Regions from separate parts of the Mus musculus genome. Here region 1 is linked to region 2. The links are chromatin contacts, called in public Hi-C maps. All regions are on one chromosome and are shown on one strand. The core of a region is the stretch at or near the end of the contact, and the rest is flanking DNA. Distances in the headings are between cores, read along the strand shown.

Region 1 (5,788 bases), core at 754-3,253, 160 kb after region 2:
CACACTGGCTATGTTGTTTCTGAGGCATATGTCCAAGATATGCTAACTCACTGCTGCTGTCCAGTCTTGGTTCATCTGGGAAACAGTCCCTCCAGTAGAACCCAGGGAGAAAATCAAAGGAATAGCTATAGAGTTTCCAGTAATGCATAAAATATATACCAAATTCAAACAGGAATTATAAAAGACACAGATATTCCTATTCTCAGAGCCTCATGTACCAGCAGACAGTTCATAGAAAACTAATGTGAATTTGTTATTCATAGCACAGGGTGTAAAGTACTGATTAATGATAAAACATTAACAATTACATAATGTTATGTAGGTATTATTGAATAAGAACAGAATATTTTGTGGGGAAGGGAGTAGATTGTATCTAAGACTTAACTTAGTCCTAAGATATATAAAGATATATAAAATAATGTTTTCTAACACCAAATAAGAAATTAATAAGCATTTTCCAAATAAGCAAATGAGGAAGAAATAAAACAATTGAGACACAGAAAATGTAGACAATACAGCTAGAAAGAAATAAATTTAGATGACAAAAAATTCAAAATATTGTGAAAAAATTTTATGTTAAAAAATTTTGACAAAAGTGAAATGTAATGAAGTCCTAAAGATAAAACAGGACTGTTAGACATTTGACATTAAAATACATGAAATAACTCAAAGGAAAATGAAATGCATTTTAAAGTATAGGATAATTGTAAATTAAGAATTAAACAAAGGACAGAAAAAACATAGCTAGTCACAGACAAGTCATGCAGGTCCACCGGGAATTTCTAGGGACAGTCGAACTTCCTGGACTAACTGTTTCCAGCTGAGGCAGCTGGCATTCATTGTTCCATGGCAGGGAACAAAGGAGGGGGGATCCATATGCTGTCCTTATGTGCGTCACCTTATGCTGGGACATGAAATCTCATATCTCATCCACCATATCTCCCTGCTTCCCCTATCCTTAGAAAGCATTATAGAGCTCTGGGGGTATCCTGGATTTCTACCTGCAGGTAGATGCAAAGCAGGTTGAGCCATCACCCCCATCCTATCTATCATCTGCCACAGCTGTACCAGAATGTTGTCCTCAGATCCCTAAAGTGTTAATACGCACTGTCCTAGGGTTCATGACGAGGGAAAGTGAAGCATGAAGAAAATCACTGTGGTGAGAAGAAACACTGCAATGACACATGCTATATGTGCACAGGAAGAACTGGACCAAACTACACACTGTACGTGGAGATTACAACTGAAGATACTAAACTAAAACCAGAGAAGAGGAGGAGGGGGACACAGGAGGAGGAGGAGGAGGAGGAGGAGGAGGAGGAGGAGGAGGAGGAGGAGGAGAACACACCTAATATAAATGGAAAGATATGGACTAGGAAGACAGCTAAGCAGTTAAGAGCATTTCCTACTCTTGCAGAGGACTTGTGCTTGGATCCCAACACCCACGTGGCTAATCATCAATAATTGCTTGTTACTCTACTTCCAGGGTATCTTGTGCTCTCTCTGGTGTGCGAGACACACCTGTGGTATACGTACCTACAAGCAGCAAACACTCATGTATACAAACAATCTGTTAGAAAGAAGGAAATAGAAGGGTACATGGTCTTCATCCACAGCAGCCGTGACGGGCCCCACACAGTTGCCGCACTGGAAGGCTGGAGTCCCTTCTTGCAGCTCTCAGTAGTTTGGGGCTGAGAAGGGTCTTCAGATTTTGCTCATTCGGTGAGGTCAGTTGGCTTGTCATTTGGAATATCTGTCCTTCTAGGGACCTAGTCACATTCAAAGCCCAACCAGAACATCGATGGCCGGGATTTTACTCAGGAGTCTAACATAGCCTCTCGCTCCAGTCTGCAGACTTGGGATCTGAAGGCAGAAACAGATAAAACACTTTTCATTTCCGGTGTGTCTGGTGTTGGGAGCCGTCTGTCAGCTGCCTGAACTGTTCCTTAGTCACCAAGGGCTAACTACCACTGGGAAACTGCGCTTCCCCTGACTCTATCGCCCCTCCTGCCCCCCTCCTGCTGATCAGTAACTCTGCAGTCTTTCAGTCTGGCCTCCTTCCTTATTACTCATATAAGCCGTGCAGTGCCCCGGCTTTCACTCTCACTGGTACCACTAAGCTTCAAATTCTTTTTATGAAATTTTGGAATATTTAAGGCTATTTCAAAACCAATAGCAGCCAGGGAGAGTGAAAGATTAATGTATTAAAAACCCTGAAAAAAAAAATCACATGCCACAAACTCAGCCCCTGAAAGGGCTCTAATGTCCAAGAATTCTTCTTTTAGATCTAGTGTATGTGTGTGTTTCTTTCATATGTGCCTGTGTATCACATGCAGACCTGGTGCCTTCAGACTCTACAAGAGAGCATCCAATTCCTTGGAAGGAGTTATGGGTAACGTGAGTCACCATGTGGGTGTTGGAAACTGAACTTAAAACAAGTGTTCTTAACCACTGAGCCATCTCTTCAGCTTCAATTTTGAGCAAGATTGTTTTAAAGCTAAATGAGAAAGACTGATTATCACATAGGAGAATGGAAGAGTAAGAAAAAGGAGTATAAACAGCTATTTGTAAAAATATTTTTAAAAAAACAGTAAAATTTTATACTGTGAGATTCTAAAATGAAGATGTATTAAGGATCTCTAGGGTCACAGAACTTCAGAATGAAATGAATATTCTATCTCTCTTTCTCTCTCTCACACTCTCTCTCTCTCATATGTATTTATATGTGCATATATCTATGTATATATAGATACACGTGTATACATATATGCATATGTGTGTGTGTGAAGGGAATTTATTGGAATGACATAGGCTGCAGTTCGATTAATCCAACAATGGTCAGATGTTAATGGAAAGTCCAAGAATATAGTAGTTTCTCAGTCCCACGAAGCCGGGTGTCTCAGCTGGTCTTTCAGATAAGCTGGAATCCAGGAAGTAGGCTCCAATGTCAGTGAAGAAAAGGATGTGCTGGCAAAGTAAGGGCAAGCAGGCTAAGGATGAATGAATCTGTCCTTCTTCCACTGTTCTTCTATGGCTTCCAGCAGAAGGTATGGCCCTGATTAAAGATGTGCCTCAAGACCTGGATTAAAGATGTGTGTCATTCCACCTCAAGATCTGAATCAAAAACCTGTGTCTTCCTGCCTTAAGATTCAGGTCTCAGGTGTGCCCTCCATTTCCGGACTGTAGTTCATTCCAGATAGAGTCAAGTTCACAACCAAGACCAGCCATCACAGAAGGGCAACTCAAATTTAGAATCTTTACAGTGCAAACCCATTTGCAAAGGAAGAAACCAGGGGGATACCTAAGCAAAGAAGCTTAAAATAAATCCATAAGGACAAAGTTAAAAAACAGAATGCTCAAAATCATGAACACTGGCAAGTGATGGCTAGATTCCTCCTAAACTTGACAGTAAAATTAAATTACAAGGAAAAATAATAGACGATTATGCCTCATGTAGGAAGAAGCCACTCTAACTGATAGCTTGTAGGGGGAATTGCTGACTTGAGCTCCTTTCAGGAAATCATGTTTGGAATGAGATTACAAACAATGCCAGTAGTAATCTGGTAAGCTATTCACACTCTAGGGAAAAGAATGTATTAACAGAAGGCGATGATTAGTAAACACAGAGCCTAAAATTTAAAGATGTGCACACACAGGATATTCAATGCACCCCTAGCATGGCCTTACTGGATTCCATTGCTCAGATCCAAGCACCAAACCTTCCACTTCCTTCGCGGAGATGTTGCTCCTGCCTATGTTCCTTGATGTTTGTGTTCAGCGGTATCACAAAACTTACTTTTCCCCTGAATTTTCACATGTTGTGATTTATCATGTGTAGAATTTTTTATTATGTAGGGCTGGAGAGATGGCTAAGTCACTAGGAGCAATTGCTACTCTTGCAGAGGAACAGAAAATGACAAGTAATTTCTTTTTTAGGGAATCTGACACCTTCTTGTATCCTCTGCTGAAACTTGCTCATACTCGTGTACATGTGCACACACACACACACACACACACACACACACACACATATACACACACCACACACACTAAAAATGCAAGAAAAGAGGTTTTATTGCATTCAACTGACCAGGCTACAACTACAAGTCCTTACTCTATTACCAACTCTGTGTCTTGGTGGAAATTTTCTCAACTAGGCTAAATAAGATTTTGATGAGCAAATGAATGTATGAAACCATGGTAAAAAGCCGTAATGCACCACCCAGACCTGAAGATCGCCACTTCAATTTTTGTAATTCTGTGAGTTGGGGAGTTATTGCTTTAAGGAATGTTTTTTTTCTCTCTCTCTAAATTTCTAATGTCTAATGAAGTAGCAGAGAAATTATTTTTCTTGTAGTGAGCAAGCCTCCATCTTCCCTGGAAGCAGACAAAGGTACTGAAATGGCTGTGTTAGATGCAAGGACCACAGATTCCCAACTCACTGTTTAAACCCTCCCCTCTTTGCTACTGCTGACCAGAGTGGTTCTGATGAAGCTAGTCCTATTCCACATCGTGAGAAACTTCACGTTGCAAGAGTGTGACATTCTGACCCCCTTGCACACTTTGATCCTTGTTCATTGGCCCCTTTGATCTCTGAACGGTACACACAAGGTTCACTAACCAGTACTTTCCTTCATTTTTTGGTTCTTGGTCTGGTAAGTGCTTACATTTAGATCATTGACTAGAATAGGTGAATATGTACGGTGCGGTTCCTTTTCCACTGGTGCTTGTGTGTGTGTGTGTTTCAAGATAGAAAGGATAAGAGGGCCCTCTGACTGTATTTTTATTAAGAGCAGAGTTAAGCAACAAAGTACATATTATTGTGGGCATGATGGTAAACTCTTTTTCTCCTCGACACAAATAGGAAACAGTGGATATGCTGGGTCTATTTTTATTCTTTCTGAAACCACACAAAGTAGATATGAAACCTTTTCATCTCAGATGCCAGGAGAGAAATGTTCCTGAGGTAGCTTCGTGCCACTTCATCCAAATACTAAGGGGCTCCTGTTGACAGAAGGTCTAAGTACTTTGGCAGATAATTCACTTACCACTGGCAGAAGACCCAAGCAGAGATAAGAATAACAAATGATATATGAAGAATACCAGAAATCAACTGTCATACCCAGTTTGAACTTTGTGAGCTACAATAACATGTTGTCTGGTAATACGGGTCTACTGGGGAGATGGTGGCACAGTTGATCTGGGAGTAACCAACCACTTTTGGACTGGATTTAGGGCCCATTCCTCAAGACCAAACACATGCTGGCAGTATTGACTAGAACAAAAACCCTTGGATTCCCCTTGGTCATGGGCCCTAGGGGAAAACTTATTACTAGTATTCTGCTAAATGGACAAAATAATGAACGTCCCCATAAGTTCTCATCTTTATAATGATAGATTAGTGCCTTTCCCAACCTAATTAGAGAAGCTGTTCTTTCAGAGGGTGGTGATTAATACAGAGACCCACAACCAGTCAACATAGAGAGAATGAGAGACTAGCTCAGCTCTAAATGGAGTATCAATGCCACACACCTTTCCCACAAGGTTTGGATAGTCATGGGAGATGACGTGGAAAGATTGTAAGAGGCAGAAGGAGACGTGCACAGCAACACACTATGGGCAGGTATGAGACAGCACAGTTTCACACATGAACTCAGAGTGGTTAGGATTGCATGCACAATACGTGCAAAAAATCAAGCTAGCCAAAATCCTAGGGTGGATTTGGAAGTGACTCATGAAGTCCCATCCCTGGCTAAGAAGCTAGGGTAAGTCATGGCCACTGGGGGAG
Region 2 (5,260 bases), core at 2,709-5,208:
CATTCCTGGTGAGATAACCCAGAGTCAGATAAATAAACTTTGCATATTTTCTCATATATGTGGATGGTAGTTTTTAAGTTGCAGATATGTATGTTTCATTAAGAATATCCACAAATGTTAGGTAGCTATTAAGCAAACAGGAAGGAGGAGGAAGGAATCTTCCAAGGGAGAGAATATAGTATATATTACTATTAAGAGATAAAGGGAAAATTAGAACAAGAGAATTAAAAATGGTACTGGAGAGAATAGCTGGGAAGAGGGGGTAATATGGGGAGCAGTAACTAACACTAAAGCCCTTCTGAAAGGCCATATAAAAACTACTATTTCAATACTTTCTTAAACATATAAAATAATTTTTATGAAGTTACCATATATCAGGAAGACAAGGTCAACACTCCAACTAGACATTGTGTGCAACCAAATAAAACCTCCAGTACCAGTAATGTGCTGCCTCTTTAGAGTCATTGGCCTAAGGGTTCCCACAGACCCCTCGAACGCTACAAGCTATTGCCAGTGCTCCTGGTTACTCTTTACAATTTGATAATGAAGCTCTATTACTGAAGACACCACATATTTATGGCACAGAATCTGGAAAAACATAGCTGTTACTCAAATGGAAGCTTCACCCCGACTAGCTAGTATCTATTGAGAGTATAGAAGTAATCATCAGTCTCATCCAGTATGCAAACACTGTGAACTATAATATTAACTGGACTTCAAGATATTCCCATTTGTACAATAGTGGCATGAATGTTAGTGGAGTAGCTAACCACTTTTTGATTCGATTTAAGGTCGACCCCATCAGATTTAACTTATATCTGAGTCATGATTTGTCTATGCTTGGCCTAGGGAGTCGCACTATTAGAAGGTGTGGCCTTCTTGGAGTAGGTGTGTCACTGTGGACATAGGCTTTAAGACCCTTATCCTAGCTGCTGGAAAGCCAATATTCTGCTAGTAGCCTTCAGATGAAGATGTAGAACCCAGCTCCTCCTGCACCATGCCTGCCTGGATGCCGCCATGTTCCTGCCTTGATAATGGACTGAACCTCTGAACCTGTAAAACCAGCCCCAATTAAATGTCATCCTCATAAGAGTTGCCTTAGTCATAGTGTCTGTTCACAGCAGTAAACCTCTAACTAAGACAATCTGATATTGTTAATGAGGGAAAGAACCTGAGACTGGGTGGCAGTCTCAGGGGAAAACCTAATACTATTATTCTGCCAAGTTACTATAACAACAAAATAACTTCTAATGACATATTGCTAAACCCACAGATTAGTGTATCACTCAACTCTCAGCAGAGAGGTTTCTTCTTATAGCAGATGGTAATTAACATAGAGACCTACAACTGGGCAACATGAAGAAAGTGAGAGACCTTGGAATGCTCAGTCCTAAGTGGGATGTCTTTATTATACTACTCAGGGATCTATGTAGAAGGGGAGGAAGAACGATTGTAAGAGTCAGAGGTGGTATTGGTGGTGTTAGTGGTGAGTGTGTGTGTGTGTGTGTGTGTGTATGTGTGTTTGCTTCCCTTATTTTATTTTCACTGGGGTGAAATTATTTATTTTCTGTGTTTTTCTTATGTGTATTTAATCTCCTTGGTTTGGAGATTTCCTTTCAGTATTTTCTGTAGGTCTGGATTTGTGGCTAGGTATTGTTTAAATTTGGTTTTGCCTTGTAATGTCTTGTTTTCTCTATCTGTGGTGATTGAGTTCTGTTGGTTATAGCAGCCTAGGTTGGCATCTGTGGTTTATTAGAGGCTGTAAGACATCTGTCCTGGCTCTTCTAGATTTTAGAGTCTCTGTTGAGAAGTCAGGTATAATTCTAATAGATCTGCCTTTATATATTACTTGTCCTTTTCTCCTTGCAGCTTTTAATATTTGTTCTTTGTTCTGTAGATATTTGTGTTTCAATTACTACGTTGTGGGAGGAGTTTCCTTCTGGTCCAATTTAATTGATGTTTTGTAAATATCTTGAATGTTTATAGACATCTCATTCTTTAGGTTGGGGAAATGGTCTTCTATAATTTTGTTGAAGATATTTTCTGGGCCTTGGAGCTGCGGCTCTTCACCTTCTTCTATTCCTATTATTCACAGGTTAGATCTTTTCATGGTATCCCAGATTTTCTGGATGTTTTGTGTCAGGAATTTTTTAGATTTAACATTTTCTTTGGCTGGTGTGTCAATTTCTTCTATCATATCTTCTACTCCTGAGAGTCTCTCTTCCATCTCTTGTACTCTGTTGGTAATGTTTGTGTCTGTTGTTCCTGTTCTCTTGCCTAGGTTTTCTATTTCCAGGATTCCCTCAGGTTGTATTTTCTTTATTGCTTCTATTTCCAATTTCAGGTCTTGAACAATTTTATTCATTTCCTTCACCTATTTAATTGTATTTTTTTGTATTTCCTTAAGGGATTTATTAGTTTCCTCTTTAAAGACCTCTACCTGTTTGACTGTATTTGAGCTATTGTTGTCATTTTGTTCTTGAGGCAAGTGTCTTGATATGTTGTCTAGGCCAGCCTCCAACTTATGATCCTCTTACCTCAGCCTCTCTAGTGCTGGGATTATAGACATGTGCTACTACAACTGGTTCGTGTTAAATTTTTTAGAGAGCGATTAGAAGAAAGAAGAATGTCAGGGACTGTGATCCGGGGTGGGAGGAAATAATTCTATAAAATATTGGAAAGTAGGAAAAAATGAGGGAGTCTTAAAATACAACAACAACACTAATAAATACTACTACTATTACTACTACTACTACTACTAACCCATTTAACACATTTATGGTAAATTTTATGACTTGCATAAACTGAAGTATAAAAATGTAAGGCACAGGGAATAACTGAAAATATCACAAACTAGCCAGTGCCGAACAAGCTCCCAAACTAAACTCAGGAAACCTCAAGCCTTTGCAAGTCATTACCCTTCTACCATAATCACAAGCTTGTGGCCTAGACTCTGAGATATTAGCACTTCAGGAGAGAAGGTCTAGTAGGTCAGCAGGAGACCACCTGCCTTCACCTCATAACCACATGTGTGAGTCGGTTGCACTGTTTTTAAAGTTAAAAACAAACAAACAAAACAAGAGGAAGAGGTCAGACCAGCATGTTTTAGCAACTATCCAATAAGACTGTGATTTTAAGTAAACTCTAACTGATAATGACTCTGAGATAGACTCTGCCCTTGCTGAACCCTGGAATTTTTTTGCCCAACTGAAACCTTCACTCAAACTTTCAATTTTCATTTAAAAATCCAGCTTTCAGTTGAACTTATTGAGTTCTGCTGGCAGGTTATTACAATATGCTCACTATTCACATTTTAACTGTACACACATTTAAGATGGAAAGTGTCAGGCTACTTAGGAGGTTGGTTTATAACCAATAATTTCTAAAAGCCTTTAAATCCCCGAGAAGGCCTTCAAAAGATCAGTGTTTTCTAAAAACACTGCCAACCTTTTTCTTTATTCACATTTGATTAAAAATCAAATTTAGAGATACAGATATCTCATAAGGTTCTGAAGATATAGTTAGGAGTTTTGTTTGTTTGTGTCAGGGTTTCTTTGTGTAGCTCTGGCTGTCCTGGAACTCACTCTGTTGTTCTGGCATGCCTTGAACTCAGGCCTCTGCTTTCTGAGTGCTTGAATTAAAGGCATGTGCCACCACTGCATGACAGTTTGTCACTCTATATAAGTAGGAGTGCATAGCCAGGGGTTACAGTGAGACAGAATGTACTGTTGGAAACTTATCTACTACCTGGGATTGCTGAGGAGAAGACTCAACCACAGATTAGGGACCATTGGTTTGGCTCATAGAAGCCTGAGAATGAGGAAAAGAACAGGAAGGCCAAGAGGACAAAATATTGACAAGCACCAAGAGGTTAAACTCAGGTCAAAAAGTGCATAGAGGCAGGCGTGTCCTCAGTGACAACTGAAAACAACCTTGGGATTTAATGGCTTTGATCATCACACAAACAGATGGTTCAACTTCTGGAGTGTCCTGTCATTCACTGCCACACAGCCTATCAAATGTTAAGTTCTAGGGCATATTTGATACCAATAGAAGCTTCTGTCCCTTAGGCTATATTAAAGCTCAAGAGGGCTTGAGACTATGAAGAGATTCCTAACCTATGTGGATAATAGTGTAGTGGGTATCTCTCACACTTCTAGGGTATGTGAAGGGCATTCTCCATTTAGAAAGTTAGTCAGCTTAGGCAGAATAATTTCAGACAGTGTTTCAGCCCCAAAGACTGCATAGCTAAGTATGGCCATCAGAGGGCAATAATAATCAAAGAAGGAAAGCTATCAATATGGAGAAGACAGCTCTGGTAGACAGGAAGCACCTATCCAATGCAGACTAAGCAACAGTCTAAACCATAAGAAAGGCAAGAACCCATGAATTCCTGGTCCATGTATATTCCCATGCATTTATATCACTGCCAGTTTCTAAATTTTGAGGAACCAGGAAGAAGCTACTCAAACATTATCCTTTAGTATATGGTATTATTGTAAATGCCAGATGAAGAATTCAAAAATTTACTAGTAAAATTAATCAACTGAAAGAAAGTTTAAAGAAGAAGTAGATTGAGTTAACCAAACCTGGAAAGGAAAGATGGGAACACAGAAGAAAAAGTTAGCAAAGTATATGAGGAGATTGGTAAAACAAAACAAAACATCGATGTCAGCAACACAGAAGGAAGAAAAATTCAACAAGGAGATTGGAGTTTTGGAAAAAAAAGTCAGAGACCTTGGAAAGGAAAGCGTCAATGAATCAAATGTGAACCATACTGAGAAGCATTACCAGTGTACTCAACCAAGCATAAAACCAAACCAAACCAAACCAACCAACCAACCAACCAACCAACCAACCAACCAACCAACCAACCACAAAACACAAACAAAAAACAATAACCAAAACCAAACAACCGTCCCCCCAAAAAACTGAAGGTTGAAAAGGAAAGTCAAAGAAAGGCCTCATTTACACATTAAGAAGGAAAAAAAATATTAATTCTAGCACTCAAGAGGCAGAGGAAGGCAGCTCTCTGCGTCTAAGGCCAGCCTAGCCTACCTAGTGAGTTCTAGAACAACTGAAACAACATAGTGAGACTTTCTCTCTCAAAAAAGAAAAGACATAAATAAGCATGACCACAACATTCGAGAGCTTTGAGATATGATCAGGAACCCAAGTCTAACAGGCCATGAAATAGAAAAGGCTGACTTAAGAGCTAAAGGAAACCTAGCCAACGAAATTACAGCATTAAAAAAAACCC

What was found. A called contact is a pair of places that touch in the nucleus more often than the background predicts.
Region 1: a contact with region 2 is called in a Hi-C map of the N1E-115 cell line, with 3 times the contacts expected there. A contact is called at or near these places in 2 of 484 Hi-C or Micro-C datasets (the N1E-115 cell line and tail fibroblasts), 1 of 130 datasets of targeted methods (the NIH/3T3 cell line) and 1 of 9 other capture datasets (embryonic stem cells).

The regions. Positions count from the first base shown.
Region 1 is chr19:30,489,163-30,494,950 of GRCm38.p6, forward strand. It overlaps the pseudogene Gm17885. Among named protein-coding and RNA genes, the nearest start is that of Dkk1, 57 kb to the right of the region's middle.
Region 2 is chr19:30,323,638-30,328,897 of GRCm38.p6, forward strand. No RefSeq gene overlaps it. Among named protein-coding and RNA genes, the nearest start is that of Gm36319, 69 kb to the right of the region's middle.